Linked DNA regions of Cydia pomonella: region 1 is linked to region 2. A link is a contact called in public Hi-C data. All regions are on one chromosome and are shown on one strand. The core of a region is the stretch at or near the end of the contact, and the rest is flanking DNA. Distances in the headings are between cores, read along the strand shown. Region 1 holds the start of LOC133519114 (protein piccolo-like). Region 2 holds the start of LOC133519109 (DNA-directed RNA polymerases I, II, and III subunit RPABC4).

The links. Hi-C and Micro-C count contacts between places; a contact is called where the count stands out from the background.
Region 1: a Hi-C map of whole body shows a contact between it and region 2, with 9 times the contacts expected there. The contact joins the promoter of LOC133519114 here to the promoter of LOC133519109 in region 2. A contact is called at or near these places in 2 of 2 Hi-C or Micro-C datasets (both in whole body).

What each region holds. Positions count from the first base shown.
Region 1 is chr6:16,535,988-16,540,898 of ilCydPomo1, forward strand. LOC133519114 (protein piccolo-like) reads left to right here and starts at 2,652. Exons shown (of 18, transcript XM_061853047.1): 1 at 2,652-2,709; 2 at 2,796-3,134; 3 at 3,696-3,857; 4 at 4,321-4,911. The coding sequence starts at 3,002. LOC133519116 (eukaryotic translation initiation factor 3 subunit E) reads right to left here and starts at 2,471. Exons shown (of 9, transcript XM_061853050.1): 1 at 2,273-2,471; 2 at 1,761-1,877; 3 at 1,254-1,421; 4 at 222-344. The coding sequence starts at 2,368.
Region 2 is chr6:16,404,580-16,409,326 of ilCydPomo1, forward strand. It overlaps LOC133519109 (DNA-directed RNA polymerases I, II, and III subunit RPABC4), which reads left to right and starts at 2,617. Exons shown (of 3, transcript XM_061853034.1): 1 at 2,617-2,817; 2 at 2,910-3,002. The coding sequence starts at 2,754.

The DNA.
Region 1 (4,911 bases), core at 1,402-3,901, 130 kb after region 2:
CGACGGCTTCCCCTGCCCCATTTTGGCGGCTCCCTTGCCCCATCTTGACGGCGCCCTTGTTAGCAATTTAGCATAGCACAATGATGGTGAATAGGCGGGTCCACACAGCGAGCATACGCGCGAGGCAAGTTCCTCGCTCTGTGTGGACCCGCCTACTGATGCAGAAGACAATACAGATCTAATAATTTTTAAAATTAAGTCTTAGACTTCTGATTTCTTACTTTATCAGTTGGCGACATGACTAGCTGGCAGAAGTACAAGTAAGAAGCGGACTCCACATAGTTACCACACTCATAGCGGTACTTGGCAAGCTGGTACATGCTGTCAATCATCTGAATTTTGAACTGGAAAAGAGATATTTCAATATTATTACAGTCATTATCAAAAAGAGACTATCCTGAGTTAACAATTGGAAGTTTCACATATAATTTTAATATTATTATCCCTTAGTGTGGCAAGATGCTGGAAAACCATTAATTAAGTAAATTAAATTTGAAATGCATGTAACTCCTCCGGAGTTGTAGGTGTCCATAGGCTATGGAGACTGCTTACCATCAGGCAGGCTGTATGCTTGTTTGCCATCAACATAGTATTTAAAAAAACTCTAATTCAAAGAGAGTTATTTTTTCAACAACTTAATAATAATGTATGCTACATGAAGTAGTATAGCTGTATTAGTAGGATAACTGTATCCTTTCTAAGAAACTATGAATATAAAGGCAACATTAGAACTTTTTAAATTAAAATATGTTTCCTTGGAGGATAGCATTAATCTTTTAAAGGGCAACAGTCTCCAAAAAGACCACTTATTACACCATCTTTTATATTTTTATCTTGTTCAGCAGTGGCAGCATGGTTCCATTTTTGTCACTTGTCACTTTCACACTTACATTCTTGTTAGAATGTGACAGGCATGGTGACAAATGACAAAGAGCCGATCATCTTAGCCATACAGAATTTTCAGGACTATAGACTGGCAATGAGGCTTGAATTGAGGATGTTTTCAGTCTTGCTCATTAAAGGGTAAATAACTATATATTTTTGCACAACATGCTACTAGTCCTTGGTGGTTTATGAAATCTGTATGAGGGGGCTGTGGTATATTGTATAGCTTATTAAAAAATATACATATATGCCAACAACAAATATGGACTGAGCCACGGTTTTTTGTTTACTTTTCTAAAACGGGATGCATCACGGAAAAAGTTTAAAAATCTATTGATACATTAAAAACAAAAGTAAAGATAACAAACCTCAAACTCCTTATTGGTAGTTAGATAGTTTATAAGAGTTTTGGGGTCCCGCATGGTTTCCACTGTCTTCATGACATCATCTCTCTGCATCAATCTCAGAACTGGCTCCACTGCATCTTGCAACTCTTGAAGTTGTGACAGTACTACACCTCTGCGGGACTTTATCTCCTATAAGGAAAATAAAACATAAAATACATGTGCTCTGTTTATTTCAAAAGAGCAGTCACTAAATGTGTTCTGCAAACATCTTAAAAATTTTGCTAAATAACTTAGAGCAAAAAAATGATTGGTTAAGCAAAAAGATGCATTTTTTAATGAGATTGTAACCCTTAAATTGGCACAACTTCTGTTTCGGAAAAAAAAATGCAAAAAGATGTAAGTAAGATGGTAATGATAAAGCTTATGTGCCTCTTATATCCCTGCCAATAGTAGGCTCTGTAAGGGGTCTGTTAGAAAAAAGTTTTATCAAGCTGATATAACAAGATATAGTTTAGTGATTATTTTTACCTCTGGTGTTTCCTCATCTGGATAAAGCATTCTCCTGATGTCTATAACATAATCAATCATATTAGTTTTGCTCAGGATCTCCAATTTAGCTTGCAGCAGCTCTGATTGATCATAAGTCTGGAATAAATATTATAATGTATGTGTTACCAAATTACAATTTATTAGCAAATACAAGTAATTTTCAGGATTATGTATTGTTTTGTCATTACAATAAGGCTAAATTTGTACATTTACAATAAGGCTAAATTTGAACATTTCTCATATACTTATTCACTACACATTCATAGGAAATGTATAAAATTCATAAGATACAAAGGCAATATTATGGGATTTCTTCCAGTAAATTGTATTTAATCTCATTGTTGTTGTAATGAATGACCAGCCCACTGGCCTGTATGTTCTGCTGTGGGAGTTAAGAATACATGTTATTACATGTATAACTGTATCATTTTACATAATAATTTTTTGAGGAAATCTTCGAATCGAAAGCTGTTTTGGTGACGACTACCAACCTCTTTAGCAGCCAGGAATTCCAGTAAGGGAAACACAAGGTGACGGTCTAAATATTGACCTATCTTGAAAGTCAAATCAAACTTTGAATAACTCATGATGAACTCTTTGACTCAGTTTTAAGCCTTCACTTCTTATAAAAGTAAATCCAACAACACTTCTTTTAGCCCGTAGAAGTTAAGAGGCCTTGAATAACCTCAAAATTTCTTGGCTGACGAAGGAAAAGTTGCGTTCAAAGAGTAAAGTAAGCATATAGTTGCGTTCATAAAATTAAAGTGTGTAATAAAGTATTGCCAGCCGAAAATATTGAAATTTACTGATAAGATCACAAGATATATGCTGAGAGTGTAAGCTAGTCTTAACCATAGACAAAGATCGATAAATGTTTTTGATTTGTAATCTGACACATGCCAAAAAAAATAAGGCGACTACTAGCGAGGTTATAATTTAATTTGTTTTTCTTATTTCATACGTAATGACAGTACCTATAGGGTTCTAAAATTTCTAATTTCTTCAAATTTTCAGCTGTATTAAATTTTCATGCATCGTGAGGACAATTAAACGTGCAAAAGCTCTGTGATCCGCGACCCCTGCTGTGGATTGGATTCAAAATGGCGTCAAGCGCGTTGCTTGCTAGAATGCGTCATTTATAGAAGCGGTGCATGTGTATTTCTACAATGGTTTAAAAATAGAGGACTTGCATAAGGCAGTTGCATGGATTACAATGAAAAATGTCGAATACAGTGATAACGAACTATACGGACCTAAATGGGCCTTCCACGAAGGCCGATAGTTCTGTTGTTGTTATTGTAAACAAGGATGGATCGCTTTCTGTGGATCAAAACTTACTTGGAACTTTGATGGGTATGTGTTTAATAATTTCAGCATTTAATTACTTTATTTTTGTACATTATCCGTATAAAAAAGTCTTTTCATTGGCACGCTATGCTAACAAACAGTACTACACCCAAGCGACGCTCTCTGTGACGCCTCTCATTTACCTGACGAATTTTTAAAACATTAAGGTTTTACTCAATATTTGTGAGCATATCTATTTTACTTTATCTGGTTTTAAGGTTTTACGGCTATAAAAATCGATTTCTTATCGGAATTCCCCAAATAATCGCTCTTCAATTACTGTGCTGAATTATAAATAATTTAACGAGTAAATCTGTTTTTTATAAGAAATGACTGTTATTAGGTTTGCGTCTTGTCTCTTGCTTTTTTTATTTATACCACTACAATTTTACATTGTTAACAGTCAAAATGTATACTTAATTTACTCTACGCAATTTTGGCGCCATTATTTTTACCACATTTGTTATTATTTATAAGAATTATTTTATTTTATTTATTAGTAATGGTAATGCATGCAATTTTACTCACTTTTAAGACATTTCAATTTCATTCTATGTTTATTTTAAGGAACGGATGGATCACAAGCTGCTGGAATAAGTGTAGTTCGAGTCGGACATGAAGGCAAACCTGATGATGCCACTGACTCTGAGGGAGAGGATGACAAAATACCACATGTAACACTTTCAGTTGACAGTTATTATGACGAGCCTAATAGCATCATAAAGTATGGTACGTACATAATAAATTCATAAATGTATGCCTTATTGAGCTCTTCTGAGAGTGTAGGTTAAAAATGTTAAAATGTATAGAGCAAATGGAGGTCCTCTAAGCTTATTATGACGAGCCTAATAGCATCATAAAGTATGGTACGTACATAATAAATTCATAAATGTATGCCTTATTGAGCTCTTCTGAGAGTGTAGGTTAAAAATGTTAAAATGTATAGAGCAAATGGAGGTCCTCTAAGCTTCTTTGTATACATTATTATTCCCTGTTACATATCCTAATTTGAGCACGGTTTCACAGCCATATTGGGACAATGACAACATATTTTTCACTGTTAAAATCTAAAGAAAATTGTGTTTTTATACATACATATCTCCGTATGTCCCATTTGCTCACCATATTTTGATGTACCCATACTTGTTTTTTATTTATTTACTGCACTAATTTAAATATTTACTATTTACAGATAGTGGAGCTGAAATGTTGCAATCATTGAGAATTGAAACAAGAGAAAATAGTCTGATTGGGTTTCAAAATGATCATTGTTACACACCTCTTACATCTCCAAGTCAGTCTCTTCCACAGAGAACTGACAGCTTTGCTGGCTATGATGATCCCGTTATTGAGATCACACACACTCCGCCTCCAAAACCAGTCCCAAGTGCAAAGAAAATCACAATATTGGAACAGCAAATCATACCCAAAGGCAGAAAAATTGCTATAAATCCCCAGGAAGGTATTATCTTGAAGGGAAATGATGTATTAACAAAACCATTGCCAGTCTTGACTAAATCTAAATATGCCATTGAACCAGAAAAGACTACAGCAAGTCAACCAAAAAGTGAGGAAGAAAATGAGTCATCATCTGCAAGCTCTTCTGCTGATGCAATTTCTGACAGAGACTCTGATTCAGACTATAAAGATACAAAAGATAGGTCAGGACCTCCCAAGTTACGTAAAACAAAATTAAAACCTCGAATTCTAAAGAGCGCCCAAGCCGCTAAAGCCAAAGTTAGCCCTAAAGTGGCTGCCAGATTGAAGTCTAACAAAAGTCTTA
Region 2 (4,747 bases), core at 1,367-3,866:
TTAAACATTCCAGACTTACGTTTATACATTATATATTTTAATACTGAAACGGTTTTTCTAACTATTTATATACAGGGTGACTTAATTAAAAAGATAAAACTTATTTAACCGTTATGACAGCACTTTGATTATGAAGAAAATAAAATGTCACACTTGAGTGAGATACGATTCTTCAAAAGTAACCAGACTCCGATGATGACATTCGACTCGGCTAACGGCCGTAATTTATTAATTTTCAAACACATGTCCGGCATGTAACGCCTTCAGTATTTTAATTAGAAAAAATAAATCTCATCCACATGGAATCCAGTTAATAGTATGTGTAAGCGAGAACGAATATCGACAGTTGAAAAATCGGATATCTTTCGTGTTGTGTGTCGATAGAGTAACATCCCTAGTGAACAAAATGTTTAAGTCAATAAACAAGACCAAGTGCCGGTAGTTCGAAAACTCGCGCGGCTAGAAGATGTTGATGTCAACTTTAGCCAGTCTTCTCCGAGACCACGTCCTCGAAACGTCGGAGGTAAATTTAAAACTTAATACGCGATTAAGTCCCGTTTATATCAGTTAATAATTTATATATAGGAGTTAAGAGTGACAGAGAAAGATGCTCGCAATTTGCGAATTTCGGCGTTCGTGGTAGGCCCGACCCTAACAAGCTCTATAATACTATAGTAAGAAAAAGATAATATGTTTCTCTCTAATGTCTATTACGCTCCAGTGACAAGCGCCCTGGGGGCCTACCGCGAAAACCGAAATTCCGAAATTGCGGGGATCTTTCTCTTTTACTCTCACTAAGACGTAATTAGAGTGACAGAGAAATATGCCCGCAATAGGGTTGTTTCCAATTTTTTGAAACGCTCGTATTACGTTCTATATTAACTAAAAGTTGCCCTAAAATTGAACTTATGTACTAAAAACGGCTTTAAATATGATAAATTAATAAAATATATTATGACAGATGCTTTCGCGCCCAAAACGCTCTTTGAAAATTGTGTGACGTCACAGTTTATGGTTTGACACATAACTACATACGCACGTGGAAGATACGAACTGTCAACTGACATTTGTCATTTGTTGTTTATCGCCTAACTGTCAACAGTGTCAATCCGAGAGTTGTGACGTCATCAGAATCTTCAATGACGTTTCGAGTTTGGTCACGTGACGTGTGCCAAAAGATATTTTAAATTCAATATTTACAAAAATATGGTCATTACAGGTCCCCTAAAAGTAGTTTAACATGTTCTTATAATCCAAAAGAATTTATTGGGATACAATTCTGCCCTAAGATTTGTAGATGGAAACAACCCTATTGACGAACTTCGATTTTCGCGGTTATAGCCTTGTTTAAAAACTATAATAAACGGGCGCGACCCTGGTCCTGTCAGCATATCTGTCTCTCTCTCTTTCTCCCTCTTACTCATACCTGAGTTCATGACAGAAGTTACGGCAGACCACCTTCCTCACGGTCGATCATGGTGGCGGTCCGGTACGCCTATCAGTAACAGTACAGTAGGAGGACTAAATTAAGTAAGGTTTTGTGAAGCGTTTTACAGAAGAGAAAAAACTATATCCTTCCTTTTTTTGAGGCATAATACTTGCACAGCAAAAAGACAGTAAAATTCTCTCTAACTATGCACGAATACGAAAAGATCCTGACCAAACTATATATTCCACGTTATCCTAATATCTCAGATACATATAACTCATGGTCACCCTAATTTGAAAGAGATACTACGACCCACTTTGACTTCTCATGTGAACACACTTTTTTGGCCAATGTACCCTATCCGGATTATTTTCTAAGTCCGTGCGAAGAGTAGGCTGATCGGTCGGTGATAAAGACAAAGCATTGCACTATTTTCTCTATCCTCTTATAGGAATCGCAATAAGACTATCTTTCTCTATCAAAGAGTGTCAGGCCCTTGCTGATTGCTGACAGCGTAGTGATTATATGCTCTTTGGCTGACAGAGCTGATGGCCGTGTTGCCAGTGCTCCGAATAAATTGTATAGTCCAGACAGGATGATTAACATGACCGATTTTAGATTTATGGTAATATTTGAGCGCTATAAATTAAAAAATGCCCCCAAACGCGATTACTTGCGACACATATTGGTATTCTTGCGTCCGTACCTCCATTTTATCGGCAATATCGGTCATAATCGGCGGCGTTTGCGTCCACACCACCTGATTTGATCAGACAATTTAATTGAGATTAAACACACAGACAGTTAAATTTTAACCAGATTGGCGAAAAATTATTCTCGTCTGGACGAGCCTTAACGCATTGCTACTGCTTCTGGGGGCCTACCGCGAAAACCGAAAACCTTCTTGTTATGTATATATAGTTGGTCAAACCAATTTGTCAGTAAATAAGAACAAAAAAAACTATACTCATCCTTTTCTTTTGGATGCTAGTACTAGTGTAAGACAAAGATAGTATGACTCCCTCTGTCTATGTTTGAAATGAGATAGCCCTTTGACAAACTATACGTGTTGGATGTTTTGTGTCGATAAACGTCTCCAAGACTTTTTAGATCGTGTGGTACTTTCTAATATATTATTTCACCTAGCAATAATTTTCTGTATAATGATGATAATGACAATCGAATTGACACTTGACATTTTCTTTTTTGCCTGTCTCGTATGAGGCATGTGCTTAGATTAGAATAACGATTAGATATTGTCCGATACTACTTACTGTTGTGAGTTAATTTAATTCAATCTCATTGTTGTTAATTACGAATCATAATGGCAGACACATCTAACAAAGAACAGTCTGTTACCAAAGTTCCAATGATATATGTTTGTGGAGGTAAAGTTTTGTAAACATTTTAACTCTAATAAATGTAATAATAATTAGTGTACAAAGATTCGTTAATTCGTGTTTTTGTTTTTTGTTTTCAGAATGCCATAGAGAGAATGAAATTAAACCAAGGGATCCTATCAGATGTCGAGAATGCGGATATCGAATTATGTATAAGAAGAGGACCAAAAGATGTATCCTTTTTCTAAAATCTTCGTTTAAGTACTGAAACACTAACTTCATACGCGTTGAGGTTTAGGTTTTAAAAGGGTGTATTTCTATTTTGTCATGGCCAGGCACAGATGGAATAGTTGCATTCACATGAATCATTGCGGCGGTCACATGGGGTGGGGACAAATGGGAATACACCTTTAAAAGTCATAATTTTTAGTTTTCACATTATGTGGAATTACGAAATATAATAGTTTCAGAGAATAGAAAAACTATATTTTACCCTTGATAAATTGAATATTCAGACACAACTCCGTGCCAACACCCATGAGACTATCTTTTAGACAAGTTTTAATCATGACCAATTTTCTGTACACTTTCCTTTTTAAATACTAACAAACCTTGTTGTTTCACTTAAAACAATAGCAAAATATATAATTACCCTCTAGTGTAAGGCCTGAGTGTACACTCGAAGCTGAATGTTCGGTGGGATGTGCAGGGTGGCATCGGGCTCAGAAGTGATTGTGTGTAGTGTGCACTAAGACTGCTCCTAAATGTTTGCATTTTGTTTAACATGCACTCCTGCATGCACTGCCCCACTGCACGAACTTGAGCGTCCACTCGGCCCTTACACTTATCCATTAACAAAAACTCTCACAGTACTGGTTTGTATTTGTGAATTTTAAAGAGACCTAAACTTAGCCATATTTATTTGCAGTCTTAACTCTTTGATCGTCATAGTAGGCCATATCCTCTATACTGATTGTTGTAAAGTTTACTATTGCATGTTATATAAAATTGTCTTTTCGACGAAAACATACAAAAGCACCATTTAGGTAAATCTTATGTCAAAGGAAAATTTCGAGATTTTTTAATACACTGCTTGAATTTGTTCACAGTTCAATAAGGTCACTGAAAGTAACACATTAATATTGTATCTAATTTTTTTACTTAGTAAAAGCTTAACAGGTAAAAGAGGATCTTGTATCAGCTACGAGAGAACACCATTCTTTCCTGTTGTGCTTAATCAGCTTGCAATAGTTACTACATTTGGTGCTTGCTTGACCTTACTAGTAATGCATTTAAATTATAGTCAGGTTGGTTGGATGTGTCATTTGTTCTATTGACAATCTAAATCAAAACAGGGTCATAAAATTGATACCCTTATTTTTCCATTGACACTATTGGCTGGCCTTACTATAGTATAGTCCAGGGATCACCAATTAGTTTCTTCAAAGTACTGGTTTTTAAAATAAAGTTGACCGTTGTGGTCTGTTTCTACTTGAATTTATTAAATAAGCAAAAAAAAATAGGTAATTGGTCCGGATTCGGACCATGGTCCAGCATTTGGTGATCCCTGGTATAGTCTACTGAAGCTATATTTCAATAGGCAGATATATATGTTTCTTTATAATTTGAAACATAAGAGAAAATTACTGTTTGGGGAACTTAAACTTAATTGCATGCTTTTCCGCATTATTATTTTTCACAAACAGCTATTGCTATGGTGCTAAGACTGATGTGTGGTTACAATTTACTGGTGTGCAACTTATTAGTTGTGGTAAGTTTGTTCCTTATTTTTTTTTATTTTATTGTAAATGTAAGCACTTCAAATAGGTCAACGTTAGAAATTAAAATTATACTATTGCCATTGGTATATTTTTAACGTTTCCCTGTAATGTACCCTAAAGGAATACTCCATTTCGCTATTTATTTAGAGTAACAGGCACACTTTTGGAAAACAGATTAATGTAGTTTTGCTTTATCT